2 separate regions of the Mus musculus genome follow, and region 1 is linked to region 2. The links are chromatin contacts, called in public Hi-C maps. All regions are on one chromosome and are shown on one strand. The core of a region is the stretch at or near the end of the contact, and the rest is flanking DNA. Distances in the headings are between cores, read along the strand shown.

Region 1 (6,127 bases), core at 840-3,339, 730 kb before region 2:
TCAGATTATCTGCACTGTCTTTGCTAGACATAGAAATACTTGTCATGGTTGTCGTTTTTGGCTTTTAGAGGCAATAGTGGTCTGAGTATTTGTCTGGATAGGCTATAACAAGGTGCACCCCAGAGTGCTTACTGCTAACAAATATTCATTTCCCTGTGTTCTTTTGTCCCCCTCCCCCATTGGTCCATTTCTCCTGTTCTAGATAAATGCTTTTTCTTTGTGCTCTCACAATAACACCTACACAGGACTTTCATACAAACAGAATGGGACTTTTTGAAAAGCAAAACCTTTCAATAATGCCCTTGGTAGCAGCTGATACACAATAAGTATTTTGGTTGATGAATAAGTAGTTATATAGTTATGAAGTCGGGGGATCAAACAGCAGGCAAGAGGCCACACTTTCTTTGTCTGCCTCCTGACAAGTTAGCTCCATATCCTCTTTCCCCTCTTTAGCCCCAGCCATCTCCAGGTCATTGGCGCATACGCACACACACACACACACACACACACACATACACACACACACACATACACACACACATACACACACACATACACACACACACATACACACACACATACACACACACACATACACACACACATACACACACACATACACACACACATACACACACACACATACACACACACACATACACATACACACACACATACACACACACACACACACACATACACACACACACATACACACACACATACACACACACACATACACACACACATACACACACACATACACACACACATACACACACACACATACACACACACACATACACATACACACACACATACACACACACACATACACACACACATACACACACACATACACACACACATACACACACACACATACACACACACATACACACACACACATACACACACACATACACACACACATACACACACACACATACACACACACACATACACACACACACATACACATACACACACACATACACACACACATACACACACACATACACACACACATACACACACACATACACACACACACATACACACACACACATACACACACACACATACACACACACACACATACACACACACATACACACACACATACACACACACATACACACACACACATACACACACACACATACACACACACACATACACACACACACACATACACACACACATACACACACACATACACACACACACACACACACACACACACACACACACACACACACACATATAAAATGTTAGTAAACTCAAAGTACTTATTGGAAGAACTAGAAACCATGTCTGGAATTAAACATTTTATTGTTTTGAAAAAAAATCCAGATTCATTTTTTTTCCCCCTCAGCCCTTCTGCTTTTCCCATCTCAGCTTTTCAAGACTCCTAGCCTTTCAACAGGCCGTGGGTCCGTGTGCATCCCTCCGAGAGCAATGCTGAAGGAAGGAGCACTCTTCCTTTGGAAGTTTCCAGCACCCTGGAGCACTTACTGGCAAGGAAGTAACCTGACGGGAGTGATCGTTAGAACAAATGGTCTCTTGATACTTTCTCCATAGCAATGTGAAAACCAGGCGACCCATGACGGAGTTAAGGTTTCACACAGCACAATGATACTGTTGTGCTGAGATTTTCCTCTGGCGGCTGTGGACATTTCCTGCCTCTGGCAACCCCTCAGCCCTCCCGGCCTTCTCTTTGACTTCAACATTCTTCCAGTCTGGAAGGATTTGGGAGGAATTCAAAAGAAAACATCTGACATTGTTAAGGGCTTTCTCTTCACAGTCTTCCAATTCCACACAACAGGGAACATTTCCGAGTGCCTGCAGGTGCTTGTAATATATTCTTCCTTTTCCCTTTGAACATTTATCAAATAGCCTCACAATGACATTGCTTTTAAAAATCCTCATAGATGTGATAATAAAATCACTTTAAAAGTAATTGCTAATTGCCTCCTAATGTGTGCACCGAAACAGTTAAGTTTCCTGGGAGGTATTGGAAGGGAACAGATCAAAGAGCTTTTCACTCGCTAGACACACCCTTGCTGCAATGTTCCTTTGCTACCACTGGGGGACGCTGTTTCATTGCACACGGCACAGCAAACGGTCCGGCCAAATGTAAAAACAAAACCAAACAGTGGGATACAGTATTAAAACTCAAAACATCTCAGGATAAAACCATTGTTGCGGTTTATCACGCCGATGTAAAAATGAAGCCCGATCCAGCAGAAACACTTTGAACTGAGAAGCTAAATATTTGAAATATGTTCCGAGTAAGGTAGGGAAACCAACTTTCGTGTTTGAACAAACCAGCTGCTGGACTCAGATGGGTTTGCTCTGCTCATACTGACCCGATGGAGTTTTGAGTCCTGCTTGGGTCTCAAAAGGAAAGCCCCCCATCTCTAGTTGTACATCCACATAAGATGGGAATGACAGAAACCTACTGAGAATCACCTGCTGTGTGTGTGAGACAGTCTATTGTAGAAGGGGTACCTGGGCCAATGGCAAGTGAAATCATTCACTTTTGTGTCTCTTTGTGTGTCGGGGGTCGGTAAGTGTGTGCACATGTGTTCATGTGTATACTCCTCTGTCTGTGGGCCTGTGGGTGCCTATGTAGGTCAAAGGTCAATGCCGGCTCTCTTTCTCAATTGCTTTCCACCATGTTTGGGTTTTGGGTTTTTTGAAATAGGAACTTTTACCCTCAATTGATGTTCTTCTTCCATGGTGATTTTAATTTGTGTCAGGTTGACAAAAAACAAAAAGCAAAAAACCAAAAAACCCAAAAACCCTAACTGGACACTTATTGGAACTAGAGATCCCGAATTGGGTTATAATAGCTGGGGTTACATATACGCACCCAGTTCTTTTTTCAGTATGAATGCTGGAGTGACTGAAACGCAAGCCCTCATCCATGTATGGGGAGCACTGTCTGAAACATCTTCCCAGCCCTGCTAGTTTACTTTTGAAAGGTACTTGGCGATGTCTTCTATGAGGAAGGAAATGCCTTCTGTCACAGAGCTATGACAATCAGAGCAGCATCCCCCCCAGTTTCTGTAACTAAATTATTCTCCTGTCTCCCAGCACTTAGCACGCTGGATGTCATTGCCTCTTTGTCTTGTCAGGTTAGGGATTGTGTCTTTCTTGTTTCCCATTGTCTCTTCGAGGCCTGTCATGGGATACACTCCCGGGGTGTGGAGCTCTATGCATTGGGAAGCCATATTTATCCTTTCAATAGGTATTTGTTTATTTGCTAAGGAAAAAAAAATGTTTCTAGTTTAACTCTTATTTTGGAATCTTTCGTTGATAAGAGTTCTCAAGGGTTTTTTTCAACCTTTGCCTAGAGTTGTGAAGATTTCACTTCTCCATCGACTTTAAAGTCAGGGTGGCCAGCTGCTTCATTTTGCGTGGGATTCTCTCAGGATGTGGAAACTCTAGCGCTAAAGGCTCCAGCCCAACAGGGACAGACAGACAGTCACCCTATAAAAATGTAAATCTGACCAGTACCCTGGGTGTGCAGAGTAGCCTTTTTCTAGCTTTAGAACAAAACCATAACCTGAGGGTGGGAAATTTGTCACCAAGAGTGGGCTATGTGACACAGTGTGCTAGGGTGGAGGTTAGAGTCACTGACCAGAGGAAGAACACGCATACTGGCCCCTGAGTGCAGCCGGGTGCAGCCTTAAATGATGGTTGTTAAACAGAAGGACTATCAGAGAGGTGAATAAAAATTCCTCATTACCCAGGAATGTGCTTTGTTAGCCTAATTGCCCTTCATCTGTACTGTATATATTTTATGCATGAACAACTTCCTGATTTAGAGATGGGATTGATAAAAGCTTTCAGTAAAAGGGGAAAATTATGCTTAAAACCCTGCCCAGATGTAGCTGCATTCAATTTAGAAAGATAACATTGGGTCACATAAGGGTCGGCCAGTTCAACAATGGCAAGGGGCTGGGCTGTGACAGCCCAGGATCTGGATGTGTCGATGTGACAATGGAGAGTTGGCAGAGGCTAGGGCAGCCTTTCTTTAGCCAAGTCCCCAGGCCATCAATCTTGGTGGCCAACACTGGAGATCAAAACATGTAGAAACAGCAATGTGGTCTCGAAAAATTTATTATCATTTTAGATAGATTGCAATAAATATCCAGATTTGGCAGATGAAGAAGGTCGTTGTGTTCTTTTGGTGCAAACTTGAAATACTGGCTCATAAAATAGGAAAGGAGATTGGAAAACAAACCCAGCCAGGACTGTGAAAAGTGGTTAGAAAATAAAAGATTTGGGGAAAATAAGGACACACTCCCACCCCACCCCCTTTTTCGGTGCAAGAAAATATGGCTCATTTGAATGGATCTAAATTTGAGATCTTAAAAGGAGAATAACAGTTGTCTATTTCAAGTACTGCTGATAAACAGATTGGAGCCAGTAACCAAGCCATCCTCCAATAAGGACTCTCCATGTGAATTTGCTTTACCTAACAAAGAGCAATTAGCATTCAAGTTATTTCCCTATAGGTAGATGTCTCTAACGTCTCTGAATCATACTCATCCCATAAATGTATTAGAGAAAAATGTGGCATGCAAGCAGAAGCTGTAGTGCATTCTTTAGCTTTCACCCCATCTCTCCAGCCCCTGCTGTCCTTTCTTCGTTCTCTGTAATTCACTCCTTGAGTCAACAAGCATTTGTTCAATGCTTGTAAGGCATAGGAACTATGTTGGGGGGGGGGACTAGTGTGGGGATAGCAAGACTAAGAAGGCCTGGTCCTGCACTGTTTCCCCTTGATCCAGGGAGGCAGCTGCCCAAAGACACAACCATTGCACAGCCAGATATAGGCAACCTATCCAGAGAGCCCTATGGAGGCCCTGTGGGCACCCCAGGAGCCACTTTCTGTGTTTGGTCATATGGGTGTGTTGTCACCTAGTGCTAATCTGAGTGATGGTGCACTGTGTGGAGAAAAGCTTAGTTCTGTGTGAGAAAGAACAGTTACTGGGGAGGGGGAGTCATTGGGTTTGGCCAAAGGCTGTGATAAGCTTCCTTCCTAGAATCACACAGTAGGACAACAAGACACATGGGACCATTTGTGGCTAGGCTCTGCACCCATGAGGGGATGCTATGATACCTGCTTGTTTCTCTCCTCTCTGCTCCTTCACTTCTGCCCCCCTCAACTTAGTGCTAGCCAGTTAGGAAACTCTCATTTGAAAAAGTTAAGCACAACCCAACTTCTACTGATGGAGAGCCCAAAGGAACAGTTCATACCAGATATGTTTGATGACAATGTAAGTGATTGGCTGCTTAGAGAACTCTAGGACGCCTTTGGTTAGTCCAATCCCACATGCACTGACACCAGTGGAGGCACGAGGTCTGGTTTTCAGATCCTGGGTTGGAATTCAGAGATCACCAGAGAGCCGGTGCCTTTGCTGTAAGAAGGTATCAAGTGCTGCTCTGCAGAGAAACAGCTACATCTGAGCTTGACCCACACCTCTGTTTCTCAGCAGCGCATGCTTAACACAAAAGCATACAAGCACATGGTAGTCCCACACACCACAGCAGGAATCATCTTGTTGTTTTGCTTCGTTACCATGACTACATCTGGAAGGAGTTAGGACCAGCACACCCTGGATGGAAAGGGAAGATTCAAACTGGGAAGCAGAAAACATTCGCTTTACTGTCATCCATCCTCTATCCTTGTCCAAAGAGATTGTATCCTCATCAAATCAAAGGTCACTCCCTGCATGCAAATATGGCAACTCTAGACTCTCTTCCATCATGACATAGTTACAAATCAAGTTAAGTCTTCTTGTCAGAACCTCTTCACCAAATGAATGTGCTGAAAACCTCTCAGGCTGGGTTCTGGCCCCTCAGGGGTGGCCTCCAGACAGAGATCTGTCAACCTTCCCCGCCTTGACTCATTCTCCCATGGCCTAGGCATGGGATGGCAGCCAGAGTAGGAACCAAGAGCTGGTCTAACCTTTGGGACACAGAACGTGTGTTGTGTTTCAGGGCCTCTCGGGTCTCCTGGTCTGAATGGCTTACATGGTCTGAAGGGTGAGAAAGGAACAAAAGGCGCCTCAGGTAAGACAGGCGCATTGGTGATCAACTCTGATCAATGGGA
Region 2 (6,427 bases), core at 2,707-5,206:
AGTGAGATAAGTGGGAACACTATCAGGGCAGAGTGTAGGGGAAATTAACACAACTCTACTCAGCTGCAATGAGCTTCCTCCCTTGGGTGGGTCAAGCAGGCATCAATTCTGACCTTGCAGGTGGTGCTGGTAGGGATTGGTGCAGAAACCACAGTATGTGATACTTACGTCTCTTTGAAGCATCACTACCAATTAATGTTGACATTTTTTTCTTCCATGAGATCCTAAATAGCCTGTGAAAGGCAGGAGCACCAAGGGGTCCTCTTAGTTGTAATTATCTTGGGCTTTTGGCCAAAGTGGCTGGCCCAGACCCCAAATGCTCCTAAGGACATATTTACATGCTGTCTCCTCTTTGTTAAAATACCACTTGTTTCCAGGGGATGGGTCCAATGTTACTTGCTCAAAATCTGCCCTGACTACACTAGAATATCATTGCCTTTCCTTCTGTGCTCTCAGAGGGCTTATATATAAATTCAAAATTTGTCTAAAGGGCTCTGCTTCATGACAGAATTATATACATAGGTAGGCTCATATCTGTGCCCTTGGATCAAGGCACTGTCTCACTTGCCTTCATATCCCCGAGATCACCTACTGAGTATTTAATCTTTACTCATAGAAATGAAATACAAATATTTTGTACAATTTACACATTTGTCTGCTCAGAAGAAATTATTTAAAAATCCAGACCTAGGTTTTTTTTTCCCCCAAGAGAGAAAAATGCATATTCACAGAAAAATAAAATCTATAAAACATACAAGTAACATATTTTTGGTAAGCTCGTGAAGGTTGTTGCCTTTAGCTACAGTTTAAGGATGGTTCTGATATTGTAGCTCTGGTTTTCTGTCTGTGAAACACTTACCTACCTATTGGTTTCTGGTGTGTAGAGAAGAAATTTAGACTTAATGAATAGCACTTTTGACAATAGTTTACGAAAGATGTTCTGAACATTTTGCAGGCATCTTGGGTCTCCCAGTAAATTACATTTGCTTTGGATAGACAGCCTACACCATATGACAGATAAGCAATTTGTAATGGCTGACAATCGTCTGACACAAAATCTTTACTTTCCAAAACACACTGGAAGTGAACAAGTCATGAAATATTGCTCCCAAGGAAAGAAAAATCTAAGTTTGGGACTAAGTGAAGATTATGTTTCCTGCCAGTCTTCTGCCTTCTCAGAAAACATCATTTTATGTATGTGATGGCAGACAGGAACGGTTTGGGTTTGGTACTTCAAGCAGTTGACTTCCAGTGTAATTTTGGAATTACAATATGGCTTCTCCACGGTAAAGAAACACTAGGGGTAGATCAGATCTCACATGAATTCTCCAACTCATAAATAAAATAAAATATGAATATCCATTGAAAATTTGTGCTTCTTTAAGCCTTATAGAAACCATACATTTCTGTATTTTGTCTGAAAAAAAAAAAGCTGCTTTTCATGTGAGTGTGTTGATACTTGGCAAGGGACTGGCTCAACATAAACGATACTGGGAAGTGCTAAGAGTGATGGAAACAGATCCTGCCTTCAGTGATTTAATTGTTATTTGACTGTAAACTGCTGACGGCAGACAGAGCACATAGACAATAACATGAGATATGTCGGGTGCATACTCTTAAGCCAACAACAGCCTGTAGAACTTAAGATGGAATATTTTCAGACTCAGTGAGAGCCACCATGCATGCCCACCCCTCATTCAGTAGTGTCAGCGCTGAAGCACGGGTGTTTCAGTTACCCAGAACAAGCAGAGAAAGGGGTGGGTGTCAGTCTGTGTACTGGATGCTATCTGCGGAGCTCTGGCCCAGCTAAACTACCAAAGAGTTGTTCACCACTGCTCCAGAACCAGTACAACACTGGGACTCCACACTGGGGCCAGGGGGGGCAGCCAAGGTCTTGAAGGTGACTGCGGTAGCCTTGGGCAACTCCAAGTGGTGAAAGCTCTGGGAGAGAATTCTCTCCCCCCAAAGTGTTACAGCTCTAAAATGACAGATGCTCTCAGAAGGTCTTTGACAAAGTAATTCACACACCTTTATTCCTTGTGGTCAGGTTCTTATATACATTTTGGGGTCAGTAGTGGTCTAAAAGCAGATGTTTCCTATTGGCTTGATCTGAGATGTTAGAATGCCTCATCTGCATATGGTGACGCTTGGGTGCTACCCCTATGTGACTGACTGCGGAAGATCCTCTCCACGGGGTGCCAGTGGTCACATGAAAGGGACCTGGTGAGGAGTAGGTGAAATGCCTACCATCCTCAGGTCTCAGGGTCCTAGGGTTTCTGAATCCACTCAACCTGCAAGTTTCCTGGCATGGCCTACTGACCCATAGGTGTGTTTCCATGGTTTCTTGGGATGGTAGAGGAGGGAGGATACAGATGTGAGAAACATGAATAAATATGCATTTAATAGTATAAAGAATCTGTATTCATGTGTGTGCACATGTGCCTGGGAGGGGGAGGATTACAATTATTATATTTTCTCGTGGTTTACACAGGAAGCAAACTGAAACATGAATCCACTATGCTAGAGTCATGGTCATGTGCTTTCATGAGCATTTCCCTGCCATTAATGCCTTAAGCCAAGAACTATTAAGTAAGGGTTTTATGAAGTCAGATCTTTTTTTTTTTCCTTCTTCTTTTCTTTTTCTCTTTGGGCTAACAGTAAAACGCTGCATGTACCACAGAAAATGATACCTTGGTATTTAAAAAATAATCCGCTGAGGGGTTTCCATGAATAAATGATTTTCCCCCTTCTGTCCGAATTCCCTGCCAAAATATTTGAGACTGGACACCTAGGGTGTTTGCTTCCTCCTTAGGCTCAGGACTCCTCATTTCACATACTGTTGACCCAATAAATTCCATCTGGGATAGTTCAGAACCCACATCCGGCCAAAGTCGGGGAGGAAAAAGCTTGGTGCTGGAGCTCTCTCACAACCATACTTCCTGCTTCGCTGACCCTTCCACTCGCCCCTGCAGGGACTGTCTGAAGCTTCACTGGGGGGGGGCTTATTGAGCCACCCTTCACTGCATCTCAGCTCCATTTCAATCGGTTAGGCTCACTGGGAGTTTTAATCTGCTGGTACCTTTCCCATATTATTGCCCTTTATCCATGCCTTGGTTGGGACTGGGTTGGCTTTGTCTCTGGTTACAATGCTCAAGAGAGAAAAAACCCTGCTGTGTTCTTGGCCTGCAGATACCACGTGTTGCATGAAGCGTGTAAGCCTGATCTCACTCTCAGCCATCCTAAAGACACTCAGGACCTGTGGCTTACGACTTGTAGAAGCTATTTTCTCTATAAATTCTAGCCTATCTATGATTTCTATTTCTCCCGATGGCTTCGGTAGTTTCTCTGTGACTGTGTATTCCTTAAGCACCTCCCTCCGCTAGGAGTTTATAAACTTTGCCCACTTGGGAATAGCATGTCCTCTGTTTGTACTTGTTCGAATTATTTGAACTTAGGTATGCTCTGTGGGGGTAAAGCCACTGCTTGATACAACGTGGAATGAACTGCACACAAGTTTTATGGACTTTACCTCTGTTCCTACTGGGCACAAGATTCTGCTGATATTTTGCAAGTCAGCGAAGACTTCTCCAGCACTGGGTTGGAGTTACATGGGTAACTTTGCTCTAAATTCCCCCCTTTAATGGAAAAAAAATGGATGGAAAGCAAATGGGGGCATAAATCTTCCAAGTTGCTTTTCTGTGACCAGCCAGAAAGTCCCCAAATGGAGACACTGCTTGCTGTTGGCACAAGAACTCCCTTCATTCTGGTGTCAACAGGAAGTTACCAGCCAGGGCAGTGTTAGAAGGTAAAAGGGGAGCAGCCTGCTGTTAATCCAGTTGGGTCTTTCGTTTGGGGGGTTCATTACTTCAAACAGCAAAGCTATGGGTTGCTCTGTGATAGAGTGCTTTTGTCTCTACAAACCTTTTCCTTTTGTACTGCTCGTTATTGTTCTTGGCAGCCAGCCAAGCCTCACATCTTCTGGTCACAGAATTCCTTTCTGCCTACTCCAGTGTAGACTAAGGCCTCTGGGTAATACGAGACGCCTCAATTTCTCAGCAGACAGCACATTAAAGCGAGGTCTGTTGGCCAGATGCAGGGACAGGTGTTACTCTCCTTCAATTTACACCTGCCCTCATTTATTTGTCCTGAGAATGCTACTAACAGACTCGCTCCCAGTGAAGGAAGTGCGGTGACTTTTGTAGGCGGTGGGCTTTGGGGGAAAATGCTTCAGCTGCGCAGTAGTTTGTCTCCACATATACTTTCAGAGGTAGTACACTTCAAGGAAATGTTTTGTTGGGCCTGCATTAAGGAGCAAGAAAAGGCAATAGTATAGCGAGCTTATTAATACAACACATAGTGCTTTTCCCAGCTGAGAGTACCCTGACCCTCAGCAGAAGGCTGGCTTTTTCTTCTTTCTGAGAAACTGGAGAAGCCAAGTCAGTGCCATGAGAACTGGCTTTCTTTCATCCATATAAGCAGAGCCATCAAAGTATGAACTGGCTTAGTCCTCTCAAGTTTAATGTTGGTAGTTCTAATCCAGATTCATTTTTACAGCTCCATCATAGAGATGAAAGGGTGTCAAATATCACAGCATTTATTAATACTTCTACTATTCTTTCAAATGAGAGTTTGGAGAGTCTTATGGTTTTAATTACAGAATCAGATTATTGGTTGATAGAGTGCCCAAGATATGGATTCTATTATAAAAATCATCATTGTCTTAAGTTGATTGCCAACTTGGTTACATGAGGTTTGTTCCTCTTCTTGATCTGAAATTTAGCAACAAAATCCTCTTTTGAGTTGCCTCAGCAAATTTTCCCAAGCTACATAGTCAACTCCTTGGACCTACTTACCCAAGCTTGCTTCCCTCTTCTAGCCATCTCTCTCACACCCATCCTTTTCTCACCCATCAAACTCTACAAGTGTCCTGTCAGGTATCTTCTCTTGCAGGAGCATTCTTTCTGGAGTGTCTTGTTCAAGGGCTTGGGCTTTCCTACCGCTCTCTTCTTTGCATTTCATGGATAAGTTCATTATTCTACAAACTCTGAAAGTCTAGGAAGGGTTTTCTGCTCTACTCACTGATATGCAGTGCCTCACCAATACTTCACATTCTCAGGAAATGACAGTATCGTTTTCCCAGTCTGGGAGATATGCTCTCATCTTTGGCTTACACACAATCATCACATAAAAGGTTAGTCTCATCACTTCATAATGGGGCCCCTTTTGCAGGATAGTTGGCTGTGGGATTTGGAATGGATAAGAATATCTTTCAGAGTTGGGTGTGGTCATTCACGTTTATTCACTCTGGTGGCTAAGGCAGAATAATACTCATGAATTGGAGACTAGTCCTGGCTACATAATAGATAACAGAACTACATTTATAGCATGATACAAATTAACTAAGTAAGTAAATTTAAAATGCTCTTGATTTGATCCTCTCTCTCTCTCTCTCTCTCTCACACACACACACACACACACACACACACATACAGAGAGAGAGAGAGAGAGAGAGAGAGAGAGAGAGAGAGAGAGAAAGATGACCACTGTTCCTCTGGCATTCCAACTATGAATATTACTATGCATATGAGGCCTCCTTTTTTCTTCAGGCCTCAGTGTCTTTGTGTGGATCCTGTAGTCACCATTTGCTTTCTTTTCTTTATCAAATCAATATTGGCTTCTCTTTTAACCGTAAAACCCTATGCTAGAAGGGATTGGGACTCACGGACTTCAGAACAGAAGAAGCCTCAGAAACTGTTTAAATCATGGAAAACCACAGCAAGCAAACTGAGGCTCCCACCCGGAAGAACATATATGCCAGCTTGGTATCCCCCTCTGTATCCACCAGCAGCTTTCCAAGGACCTTCATACCGTGCTGCTTACTCCATACCCCAGGCTGGCTACCAAGGGCCTCCGGGCCCCTATCCAGGGCCCCAACCTGGTTACCCAGTCCCACCAGGAGGTTATGCAGGTGGTGGCCCTAGTGGCTTTCCTGTCCAAAATCAGCCAGCATGTAATCATCCAGGTGGGCCTGGGGGGACCCCATGGATGCCAGCCCCCCCTCCTCCACTGAACTGTCCACCAGGGCTGGAATACTTAGCTCAGATTGATCAGCTTCTGGTTCATCAGCAAATTGAGCTTCTGGAAGTCTTAACAGGCTTTGAAACAAATAACAAATATGAAATCAAGAACAGCCTCGGGCAGAGAGTTTACTTTGCAGTGGAAGATACTGACTGCTGTACCCGAAACTGCCGTGGGGCGTCTAGACCTTTCACCTTGAGGATCCTGGATAACCTGGGCCGAGAAGTCATGACTCTGGAGAGACCTCTGAGATGCAGTTACTGCTGCTTCCCCTGCTGCCTCCAGGAGATAGAAATCCAGGCTCCTCCTGGGGTGCCAGTAGGTTATGTAACTCAGACCTGGCACCCAT

Evidence for each region. A called contact is a pair of places that touch in the nucleus more often than the background predicts.
Region 1: a contact with region 2 is called in a Hi-C map of uterus, with 2.5 times the contacts expected there. The contact joins two enhancer-like sites. A contact is called at or near these places in 1 of 484 Hi-C or Micro-C datasets (uterus) and 1 of 115 datasets of contacts at active chromatin or transcription factors (differentiating embryonic stem cells).

The regions. Positions count from the first base shown.
Region 1 is chr1:82,472,438-82,478,564 of GRCm38.p6, reverse strand. It overlaps Col4a4 (collagen, type IV, alpha 4), which reads left to right. Exons shown (of 48, transcript NM_007735.2): 38 at 6,016-6,087. Among named protein-coding and RNA genes, the nearest start is that of Gm46095, 100 kb to the right of the region's middle. Within about 2 kb of position 2,089, at least 54 of the 459 cell types and tissues checked have an H3K27ac peak or open chromatin away from gene starts, as enhancers often do. A contact at or near this core is called in uterus, where this site is marked.
Region 2 is chr1:81,742,305-81,748,731 of GRCm38.p6, reverse strand. It overlaps the pseudogene Gm5530. Among named protein-coding and RNA genes, the nearest start is that of Mir6344, 390 kb to the left of the region's middle. Within about 2 kb of position 3,956, at least 100 of the 459 cell types and tissues checked have an H3K27ac peak or open chromatin away from gene starts, as enhancers often do. A contact at or near this core is called in uterus, where this site is marked.